Linked DNA regions of Hordeum vulgare: region 2 is linked to region 1. The links are chromatin contacts, called in public Hi-C maps. All regions are on one chromosome and are shown on one strand. The core of a region is the stretch at or near the end of the contact, and the rest is flanking DNA. Distances in the headings are between cores, read along the strand shown. Region 1 holds the start of LOC123448729. Region 2 has its middle 160 kb from the start of LOC123448729.

Region 1 (5,656 bases), core at 2,409-4,908:
CAATAGAGTTATAGACCTACAGTACTTCATTACGCGTCTTTGGTTTGAGTTAAAGTTTTGTCGCAAGCCATCAAGCAATGTGCTCCTTCGGTTGTGCAGATTATAAGCATCGGAGGATCGGAACGAGGAACAACCACAAGATCCGTAGATCGCTCCATCAGGCCCTAAAAGTGAATGTCAGTCTTTAGAGTTGTGTAATTATTGTGTTGGTTTTTTCAGTCGCTAGGGAGTTGGTGTGTTGGTTAGAAGCTTAGAATGCAGGTCCTGGCCTGCAATTCTAGCGTGTTCTAATGTGTTCTACTCCCTCCGTCCTAAAAAATTTTGTCTAAAAATGAATGTATCTAAATACTAAAACATGACTAAATACATTCATATCTAGACAAAAGCAAGACAAGAATTTTGGGACGGGGAAGTGTTATTTTTGAAAATTGTGCTAGTGTGTTCTAAATTTTACCCTTCCTTCATGTTACCATGTAGGTACTGTGCGTCTGATGTATGTGCCTTGTAGTCCGATAATCTCTTATCAAAACAGTAGAATGTATCTGACTTTCCTAATACATTGGCACATTTGTTAATTTTCCTGTGATGGCAATTTTTGGCAATAATTTATTTAACCAGTTGAAAAAATTTGACACTTATAGAAAATCAACTAATTTTATAGGTTGTCGATGGATCTACAAAGAAAGGCCCGATTATCAATGTCAAACAAATCACGAGCTAGCCCAGCATTCCATGGCTATTTCTAAATTTGCTAAATGTAGACTACATTTCCAGTTTGTTATAACGTCTATATGGGGTATCATACAAATGGGACAACAGACCGTTGTAATTACATATACTCCCTTTGTCCGAAAATACTCGTCATAAGAATGGATGTATCTAGATGTATTTTAATTTTAGATACATTCATTTTTATTCATTTGTGCGACAAGTAATTCCGGACGAAGGGAGTAATATATTTGAGGTCTTGTGTGCTATGATTGGCATTGCGCTTTGCTCTCATCATTGTTATTGCTGCTAGACTGGAAAGTGAAAGCATGTGTGCATTATTGATTCACATGTCGGTGGCTCAAACAACAATATACATGTAGAATGACAACGTGCATGAATCAGGAATGTGTATCCTTGAAGAAATGTCAAAACAACCATAACATAACCATGACTTCGAAACATCACCACTTATTTGGTATTATCAAAAAGTAGAGCAACCTCTGCAACTAATGTAGCTAACTCTACTCTCATAAACTTACGGACTACATACACATAGCATAAACCAAAACTTACAATCATCACTTACATGGAAGAAATCTTACACGGGGGCGACTGAAGCTTATCTCTAAGCCGTGCCGTTGCTGGACTTTGGAGGTAAGAAGGCCTCCCACCATCCAGACTCGTATTTGGGGTATGGAGCTGTCCATTTGTCAGGCTTATCGAATTTCAACTCTGCAGGGTTAGAAGCCAATGCTTCTTCAACTGTCTCTGCATCGAATTGCTCCGCTAAGACCCTGTCCAGCCTTAGTTTCATGAATCTGAGAGCAATAAAGGAGATAACATGAGATTATTGAGAATTTATTACTGCATGTATGCTTTTTAAAATGAGAGATAGAAAACCATGCTTTTAGCAACAACTTTAAGATCGAATCCAAGCTGATACTTGGCTAAGCATATTTATATGTATAGAAACAAAAAAAAATTGACAGAGCACAAACCATGCCAACAGGACATCACACATCAACAACAATGGGATGGACACAGTCAGCATACACCAGTGCCATCATGTTTAAGAATTCAATGGTCAATAAGTTTCTCTAATTTTCTTCAGTCTATTTTTGCTTGCTTTGCGGTCTAATCAATATGTTCAGGAATGCAAGCCACTCATATCCACATTATGCCCCATTATTGAACGGGGGTGACTAAAAAACAAGAAAATATCCAAAGTTACTAAAAAACACATTCGTGATTCATGACGCCGAAAAACATGATATGGCACAACTTCAAGAAGTACGTCCATTTTTTTTAAAGGAGTTAATATCGCGAAGATACCAATTACACCCAGCATCTGCACTAGCAAGATGTCTCAAGGTCATCCAGGATGCACAAAGCCCGAAAAGAAAAGAAAAAAGAAAGGAAAAAAAAGGCATCACCAGAAGAAGTATCCTCATTGGCTTCATTTTATAAGAAATTGCACTTCTGCATTGAAACAGGATCCTGATGAAAAATTATAAATGTGGCTTACTGAAATGCATGAGACTACATCCTGGACTTGAGCTTCCATGTAAGATTGGTAAACATCAGGTTTTCCACCCCTCAATTCATCAGATCAAAATTGACTCGTGGTATATGTAGACACGTCAATTCTTGAATCTGAACTTGCCTGGAAGGGCACTGCATGAATCTGAACGGAACCAGTGTTTTTCTTTTGTCACACCTCTTTCGTCAACAACCTACATATACACGTTTGAAGTGTGCGCCTTTGCTGATGGCAAGCACATTATTATGGGAGGCCATCAAGTAGGCATCCAGTGCAAATTGCAGATACAAGACTGCACCGCTGCATGGTTTTGCCATTTGCAACAGGAAGCATACCGGCTTCCAGTGCATGACATGATGTCAATGACATATGGGCAAGGCAGGCAACTAGAATGAAGGGAGCGCCTACTAGTAACAACAAACAAGTATTACCATGATTTAGTTATTGTAATGTTCAGGGGCGCGTGGAACGGTGGAAGTTAGCTATCCAGGGGACAGAACCATGAGTTGGTTTCGAGATCCTATGGTTTCAGCTCTAGCCTACCCCAACTTGTTTGGAACTAAATAAAGGCTTAGTTGTTGTTGTCGTCGTCGCCGTTGTTTGTTGCAATGTTGAGCGGGAGGGAGAATTTCCCCACCTGAATTTCCGTTGAAGGGGCTTATATATATCTAGACAAGTACAGAAGCGAGTGTTGCCGGGACTGCATGCATTGGCGTTTTATAATACCCTTGGGGGGGCTCTGCCAATTAGCATTACTCGAGCTTGCAACGACGGCTGAAGAGACGCCCGACTTACCTGATCCAGTTGCGGTCGGTGGAGACGAGCGCGACGGCGGGGCGCTTGAGCCGCTTGGCGACGTTGGGGAACCTGTCTAGAAACTTGGGCTCGATCACAAGCCAGAAGTCCTGCTCCTTGCTGCGCTCCTCGTACAGCCGCAGCTTCTCCTGCAGCTGCTCCTGGAAGTGTTCTTCGTCGTCCAGCATGAACTTGGCGTTCGCCACCAGGAAGTAGTACGTCCGCGGCTTGTCCTCCTGCTGCGCACAGAAAAAACACCACCACATCGTCTCAGAACTGAGCAGGTGCCCGGTGCGAAATGCGAGGCACGGGAAGCGTGTGCCGATGCTTACTTTCTCGGAAGGCTCTGCGGAGCCTTGCCGGTCGGACACGGCGGTAGCGGCGCGGCGGAGGGTCTCGAAGCGCGTCGGCGGGCAGGAGACGGAGAGGGCTGGACGGCTAGTGTGGGCGAACCCGGCGTGGGCGTGCGCGGCCCTGGACGGCGCGAGGGTCGCGCAGGGGCGGAGGGACAGCGTCGCCGGAGCCACCATTGGCTCGGTGGGGTCTAGCTCAACTGATGAATCGTAGAGGATAGAGGAGCGGAAGAAGCTGGGAATGAGGTACGGACCAGAGAGCCTTATCTGGACAGCAACTGGGGGAGTGAACTTCAGGGGCGAAATATGGGCCGGGGTACGCCGATGTGGAGGACTGGGATCATCGGCCCATGGACTACTTCTTTTCCTGGCCGAGTTCCGGATCTCAATCCCCTGTCTCTCATTTGTCTAAACCTAAAAACAAATCCATTGTCTCCAGTGTAGGGTTTCCCCACGCCTCTGACTGCCATTTTGGCACTGAGAGCTAGGGGGACCTTGGATCTTCAAGAGTCTATGCTCTTCATCAACACCTAGTGCGCAAATGATGTATATCACTCTATGCAGGCGTTAACGATAGCATCTATGGGAGGGTATCAAGGGACCGATGGGAGTGGTCTTTAAAATGAGTACTCCTCGTTGAGTGATTTTGATTCCGGGTTATTGGGTGGTGTGTAGCGTTGCTAACCAATGAAGCACTGTTAGTTTTGTGCTAAACTGGGAGGCGCGGCCAAATTGAGGTAAAGGGGCGACAATGCCTGGAACATTCCTCGGACGAAAATTGTTTATTCCCTTGGTATTCTTGTTTTCAATCAGTTTTTGAGCTTCTTCTTTCCTTTGATTTTCCATTTTCATCCCTTTTTTGTTATTTATTTTTATATTTCCTTTTCCATTTTTCCTTTTTTTTAAGAATTAGTTCATGGATTTTATTTTTATTTTGACTATTTACCAAATTCCGAATATTCTTCGAATTAGTTAATATTTTTTATATTTCTGAACATTATTTTAATTTTTGAACATTTACCAGATTCAAGAACATTTGTCCAAATCTGCAAACATTTTTATTTGTGATTCTAGTATTTCAATTTGTGCACATGTATTGGATTGAGGGAAAAAATGGATACGCAAATGTTTTTTATTTGCAAAATTGTTTGAATTTATGAATATTTTTTTGAACTCATGAACACTTTTTTTACTGGACGAGTTACGCCGATGTGGAGGCCTAGGATCATCGGCCCATGGACTACTTCTTTTACTGGACGAGTTCCGGATCTCAATCCCCTGTCTCTGATTTGTCCAAATCTAAAAACAAATCCATTGTCTCCAGTGTAGTGTTTCCCCACGCCTCTGCCTGCCATTTTGGCACTGAGAGCTAAGGGACCTTGGATCTTCAAGAGTCTATGCTCTTCGTCAACACCTGGTGCGCAAATGATATTATACTCATAGTATATCACTCTATGCAGGCGTTAAGTATAACATCTACGGTCTGGCCCATTAATGCGCACAGAAAACGAAAGAAAGACGAGAAAAGGAGGGTATCAAGGGATGGATCACGGGTCCATTGGGTGGTGCGTAGCGTTGCTAACCAATGAGGCACAGTTAGTTCTGTGCTAAACTGGGAGGCGCGGCCAAATTGACGTAAAAGGGCCGACATTTCCTGGAACATTCCTGGGCCGAAAATTGTTTATTCCCCAGGTATTCTCGTTTTCAATCGATTTTTTAGTTTCTTCTTTCATTTGATTTTCCCTTTTCTGTTATTTCTTTATTTATTTTTCCTTCTCCATTTTTACTTTTTTAAATAGTTCACAATTTTTTTGACTATTTACAAAATTCCGGATCTACTTCGAATTAGGGAATATTTTTTATATTTCTGAAAATTATTTTAATTTTTGAACATCTATCAGATTCAAGAACATTTGTCCAAATCTGGAAACATCTTTATTTGTGACTATAATTTTTCAATTTGTACACATGTATTGGATTGATGAAAAATATGAATTCGCAAACTTTTTATTTGCAAAATTGTTTGAATTTATGAATATTTTTTCGAACTCATGAACACTTCTTTTATCCACAAACTTTTTGCAGAGCTTGCATTTTTTAATTCACAAACACTTTTTTAATTAAAGATCATTTTTTCTATTAAATGAACTTTTTTTGAGTTCATGAAATTTTTAATTCGTAAATAATTTTTCATAACCATATTTTGGAATCATGAACGTTTTTCAAATCTGTGAACAACTGTTTAACTCATGGGAAT
Region 2 (5,658 bases), core at 2,626-5,125, 160 kb after region 1:
ACAGTGAGGTGCTGACATAATGCTCAACCCACATATACCTATGTCTTCGAGCGAAGAAATTGAGAGGAAATCTCTTCCAGAGTTGGTTGAGTCAGCATTACTTGCAACCCAAGTAATGTTCCGTGTGTGTCTTTGAAGTATGACCGTTGGAACACGTGTCGGTTGGACATTGACCATGGTCATTTGATCATATCAAGTAGGGTTACGTGTTGGCTATAAATAGCCCATCCGCTCCACCATAAGTTGGTGGCTGCTCATAGTTGATACAACTGTTGTCGTTTTGGAGCAACCCACGTCGAAGATGTTGAGAGAGAGAACTATCCTATGAGGATAAACCCAAACACCTAGAGCGAGAGTGTTTGAGCATTACCAAAGTCATTCTGTTCTGAGAGAACTGAAGACTTGTTACACTTGAAGACTGCGATCTTCCACACGGTTAGGCGTCGTTGTCGAGTGCATCCAAGAGTCACTGTGGATTGCCGGGTGACCATGGTCTAGATCAATCCGAGAGTCATTGTGGATTGACGGGTGAACAAGTTTGTACGGGTTTCAGAAGTCTCCCTTGAAGACTTACCTGAGTAATTGGGTGTTGTCTCATAGACTTCGGCTCAAGGGGATCAAAGTGAAGACGAGGCCTAAGCCTCCCCAATCAGACGTACATTTTTCACAACAAATGGAACTGGTCCAACAAATCATGTGTCTTTGTCAAGCTACTTGTTCTATCCTTCACACTCCTTACTTACTGTACTATGAAGCCATTGCCTGATCATCTCTCCTGAAGACATTCGTCGAAGACATTCCCAACTGTTGTTTATCTTCACATTTCCTAAGTTTATTTGTGATATATCTTAGTGTGCATGATAACTGTACTTTGCATGATTGAATGTCTTCATAGTATTACATGTTTTGCATAGATCCTTGATACTTATCCCAAACTGATCCTGTATCGCTTCCGTTTAACTTTGAATACATTTACTGTTTCAAAGATTTTCATAAAAATCGCCTATTCACCCCCTTCTAGTTGATAACTAACACTTTCAGGAAGAGTGGAGAGGATGAGAGAGGAAGGGAGTTTATGTTCTTGCAGCCGCCGTGGGGTGGGGTGGGTGGAGATGGGGAGGGCGAACCGGCCCGCCCGCCTTATATGTGTCAATACCCTACCGCCAGCCCGTGTGGCGGTAGGGTCGAGCGGAGCTCACGGTGTCCATCAATTGGTTGGTGACGTGGATTAGTCAGCTATCGCCGGGGACCCTGACGATAAGCTATCCACTCCTATCGTCGTGCTCCGTGGCGGTAAGAAAAAGGGTCATGTCTAAAAAAGTTCTAGCCGGGGTTAGATCTAGTTAATTTAATGAAAATGCCAAAGGAGCCGGCTCGAAGGCCGGGCTCCGACGCGGAGCGTCACGTGTGTAAAGAAAGATGACAAGTGGGTCCAACTCGTATGCGTGAGAAGAAAAGAAAAAGGGACTTAACTATACAGCGGCGTCGCATGTGAGGCTTCCGATGCGACGGTTAATTTCTTCTCCCTACCATGCATGCATGCAATGACGTCACTAAGATTCTTTCTATTGCCTTGAAATTTAAAAAGTTTTATCTCTAAAACCGTTAATTTAATTGACGATCCGTTTTCATCGTTGACTTTATCGCGACGAGATCTTCAAAACTAGACCCCATGTCGACATGTTTCGAGAACTTTTTTTCTTCATCCATAATTGCCACATTTTTAGACTTACTTGTTGTATTATTAGCCACTTACTTGCCCGAAAAAAATAACTTAACTGCCATTTTTTTCTCGATGTGAACAATGTGTCGTATGTATCCATATTTCAACATATAGCAACATGGGCTAGAAAAATATGCAGATGACATCACAAAAATATACATTGCATACAAAGCGTCACACAGAAAATACGTAGAAAAGGTGTTACACACAAAGACATGTGTTGGCAGACCTTATTCACTAGCTAAATGCATCTGGTTAGTACTAGTACTACTACTAGTAGTTTAAAATTGCATAGTTGCCAATTTTATAAAAACTTAGTTGTCAAGATGCTAGTTTAACTATGCCGAGTTGTCATATTTACAAACGATGACAAAAAAGATTTTTTTGTGGTCACCGGTTTTAAATATGTTGAGTTGTCATATCTTACGTGTAATCGTCTAAAAAAATTATTTGTACTTGCCATTTTAATTATGTCAAGACGTCTTTTAAAAATTTGGTGATTAAGTTATTTTTTATCAGACAAGTAAATACTTATTAATATGACAAGTAAGTGCAACAAATGTGGTAAGTACGAGGAAAAAAAAGTTCTCGAAACATATCAACATGGATCTAGTTTTGAAGATTTCGTCGAAACAAAGTCAACGGCGAAAACGGATCATCGACCGATTTAACGGTTTAAGAGATAAAAGTTTTTTAATTTCGATCATATAAAACGAATCTGATGACATCATGTATGCATGCATGCCAAAAGTGAACAACCAAGCCGCGGGATGTCCATCGTGCAGCGCTTCTATATAGAATTTTCCAAGAAAAAGATGTGTTGGTTGAAATTTAAGATGCGCCAAAAATGTCTTTCCATATGATATTCGACACCGTTAGCTGAAAACTGGAGGAAGGAATAACTCTACGTTTTGTTTGGATGTAGACATTGAAGGTTTTGGCACTGAATTGGCTCGAATGCCAAATATTCAAGACATGGATATCGATTCCACGATTGAATGTCTTGTGCAACCAAACAACGATATTCACGCTACCGAGTGCCAAAGTTAAAATATGGCCCTCAATACAACATCCAAACGGAGCGTCTGAGTCCGAGTGATTCACACCTGTTCTTTCTTTTGAGGGCACGTGCATGATGCGTGGACAATCGTATGAGATGCCATTCTTAAATTTGATTTGATGGAATATTTAAGCCAAGGCAAGACAAGAGCGTCTATCTAGCCGGGGCCGTAGGACCACTCGACCATATTGTATGGAAGAAATAATAAACAACACAGTAAAGATAAAATCGACCCTGGAGCTGGAGGGCATGAGCATTGAGCCGTCCGAAGTACGTACTGCAGTAAAGATATTCGCTCCACGAAAAAAATTGTCTGAAGAAAGATTCATCTGCCAACGGGAACGACGCCTGTCTATTTCCATATAAAACCCGCCACCCTGCGGTGGATGCGCCTAAGCAAAGAGCGAAACATGGCATGTGCGGCCGTGCGGTGCGCACGACCCGCCCAGTTCACGCCCGACTCCCGCCGGTGGATTTCCTATGGCACCGCACGGCCCGCCGAGTTCACGCCCGACTCCCGACGGTGGATTTCCTATGGCTGCCTGCAGGTTCTTGTTTGCCTTTGCGTACTACCAACACACCCTTGACTTCTCTAGCAACGTTGTGTTGTTCGCAAGGTGTCCTGTCGTGATCTAGCGAGTCACGGTCTGTGACGATCAATCGGTCGAGGTGGAATGCTAGAAAGTCCGTTTTAGTGCGCCTAGCCTAAGAAAACGTCACGGGCCGGGCATGACGCCGTCGATGTACACTGCACACCCAACAGCCTCCTCAGCCCCGGCTCGGCGTTATTGCGGTTCGTGGAGTGTGATTTTGTGCTGGCAGACGATACTAATCGGGCTAGGCCACGTTAACATCAGTACTATGTAGTGGCGGTACGTTGAAGCGGGGTCAGGGAAGTTAACCCACGCAATCACTGTGGTACCACAGACAGGCAGGTGAGACCACACGGACCAACATTTACAACCAGAAAGAATTTCACGAGGCAGGACCGACAGAGACTTTTGGCAAAGCCAACTCCTACGGTACCCGACCCCTGGGGTGCGGTTGGGCGGCAGGCACATGGGACCGTGCGGTGCGAGGTGGACGTGCTTCGGAAGGAAACTGGCGGGCGGCACGTGGGCCGGGTAGACGGGGTGGCGGAAACCGGATGCAGGTGGGGGGCGAACGTGGCGTCTCGTCCTTGAGCTACGCTCGTGCCCTCGTGGGTCGTATACCGTTACTACGAAGCTGACCGCGGTGTCACCCGTCCTTTCCGCGGAGACCCATGAATCATGGCAGTGACGGCTTTTATTTTATTTCTACCCATCCCATGTACAACCTTTTGGATGGAGTAATCAGAATTTAAAATATATTTTTTTGTAAATTAACATATAATTGAATGGTTAGAGAGATAGTGGTATCCTCGTCTTATGATGGTTCAAGACCTCGTGCTTGCATTATTTCTGACTTTATTTTAGGATTTTCAGCAATATGCTTCATAAGATGATATGTCGGCTCAGTCTGTCGGAGGTGTTTATAAGGATAAGGTGTGCATGTATACGTTCATAGAAATGAATGTATGTGCATGTATATAAGCATTTGCGTTTGCAATGTGTTAAAAAATGTAAATTTTCTTCTGTATTCGTTCGCTCAGAGGGTAGTGAGTCCAAGAACACGGATGCACGAGGACGATATTCAACGCTAATTAGTACTATGTTTATGAGTAAATTTAAATTTAAATATACTGCGATTTGATTCACATAGTGCCTTGCATGTGGATTGTATGCCCCATCACAAAAAAATAAGGCAAATTTGCTTAGTTTTTATATGTCCGATTCCAAAAGAACATCAGTCCGTGCATTTGTTCCTTGTCGAACCGACAATCCCACCGAGTTGCTCCCCGATAAAGGAGGTGTCGTCGCAGCTGCGTAGGCAGCCACCTCGTCCTCCCTGCCGCGTCCTCATACTTCGTCGTCGCCACCAACTCATCTTTCTATCGCTCCAACATCTGGTACTGATAAGATTGCACGATGACTCTTACAGTGGCATCCCAAGAGTTGACATTGAATGTCAACATATTGGCGTCCTCCGCATTGGTGGCGATCTTCACCCTCTTTTTCTCGAGCGCGGCCTTCCTCTCTTCAAGCGTGGTCCTCCTTTCTTTGAGAGCGAGCTTCCTGTGTGTCGCGTCCATCAACTACTTGAACCACTCCGCCTTCTCCTCCTCCTTGCTCTCCGAGCGCCTCATGCATGCCTGCTCCTTCGTCAAGATGTCCTCGAACTTCTCCGTCATATTTTGTCATCGTACCGTCTCGCTTTGCCCTCTCCTCCCACTTCTCCCCCGCAGGTTTCTTCTAACCTTCTTCGACGGTTGTTGGGTTGGGTCGATAAGGTCATTGATTTCTTCTTTGTTGGCTTGGACGACGGTCTTGGCAATGAAAAGGTTCCAATTCGGTTGTTCATTCAACTTCAACCAACAATGCATGACGGTGAATGACTTCTTCTCCAACTTCTTGTACACCACACAAGCATGAGTAGGCTACAAAGTGAAACAATACAGACAGTGCATATTCCTCTAACCATCAACAAAATAATACATGTTTCGCTAATTATAACAAAACTAAAGCATATTCGTCTAGTGATCAACTTACTTGCTCAGTAATTTGTGCAGCGCTAGGCCACTATGCGATTAGATGCTCCAAGTGGATGCAATACTTGGACACAACTTCTTGGATGGTGTACCATGGATGGATGCGGGACTTCTTATTAGAGTTATTTCAAATATTCTATAGAAGGTAGGTTACAATTAGACTTTTAGTTTTATTATGTTTAGACACGGCATGAGACGTGTTCTAATAGGACACTTGTACCCTTGGTCTCTTATATAATGAGAATG

Evidence for each region. Hi-C and Micro-C count contacts between places; a contact is called where the count stands out from the background.
Region 2: a contact with region 1 is called in a Hi-C map of seedling, with 2.2 times the contacts expected there. The contact joins the enhancer-like site here to the promoter of LOC123448729 in region 1. A contact is called at or near these places in 1 of 6 Hi-C or Micro-C datasets (seedling) and 1 of 1 datasets of contacts at active chromatin or transcription factors (embryo).

What each region holds. Positions count from the first base shown.
Region 1 is chr4H:400,057,696-400,063,351 of MorexV3_pseudomolecules_assembly, forward strand. It overlaps LOC123448729, which reads right to left and starts at 3,659. Exons shown (of 3, transcript XM_045125714.1): 1 at 3,379-3,659; 2 at 3,047-3,282; 3 at 1,106-1,529. The coding sequence starts at 3,576. The coding sequence ends at 1,337. LOC123448730 (probable calcium-binding protein CML27) reads left to right here. Exons shown (of 2, transcript XM_045125716.1): 2 at 662-1,199.
Region 2 is chr4H:400,213,681-400,219,338 of MorexV3_pseudomolecules_assembly, forward strand. No RefSeq gene overlaps it. Among protein-coding and RNA genes, the nearest start is that of LOC123448729, 160 kb to the left of the region's middle. Within about 2 kb of position 3,876, at least 3 of the 3 cell types and tissues checked have open chromatin away from gene starts, as enhancers often do. A contact at or near this core is called in seedling, where this site is marked.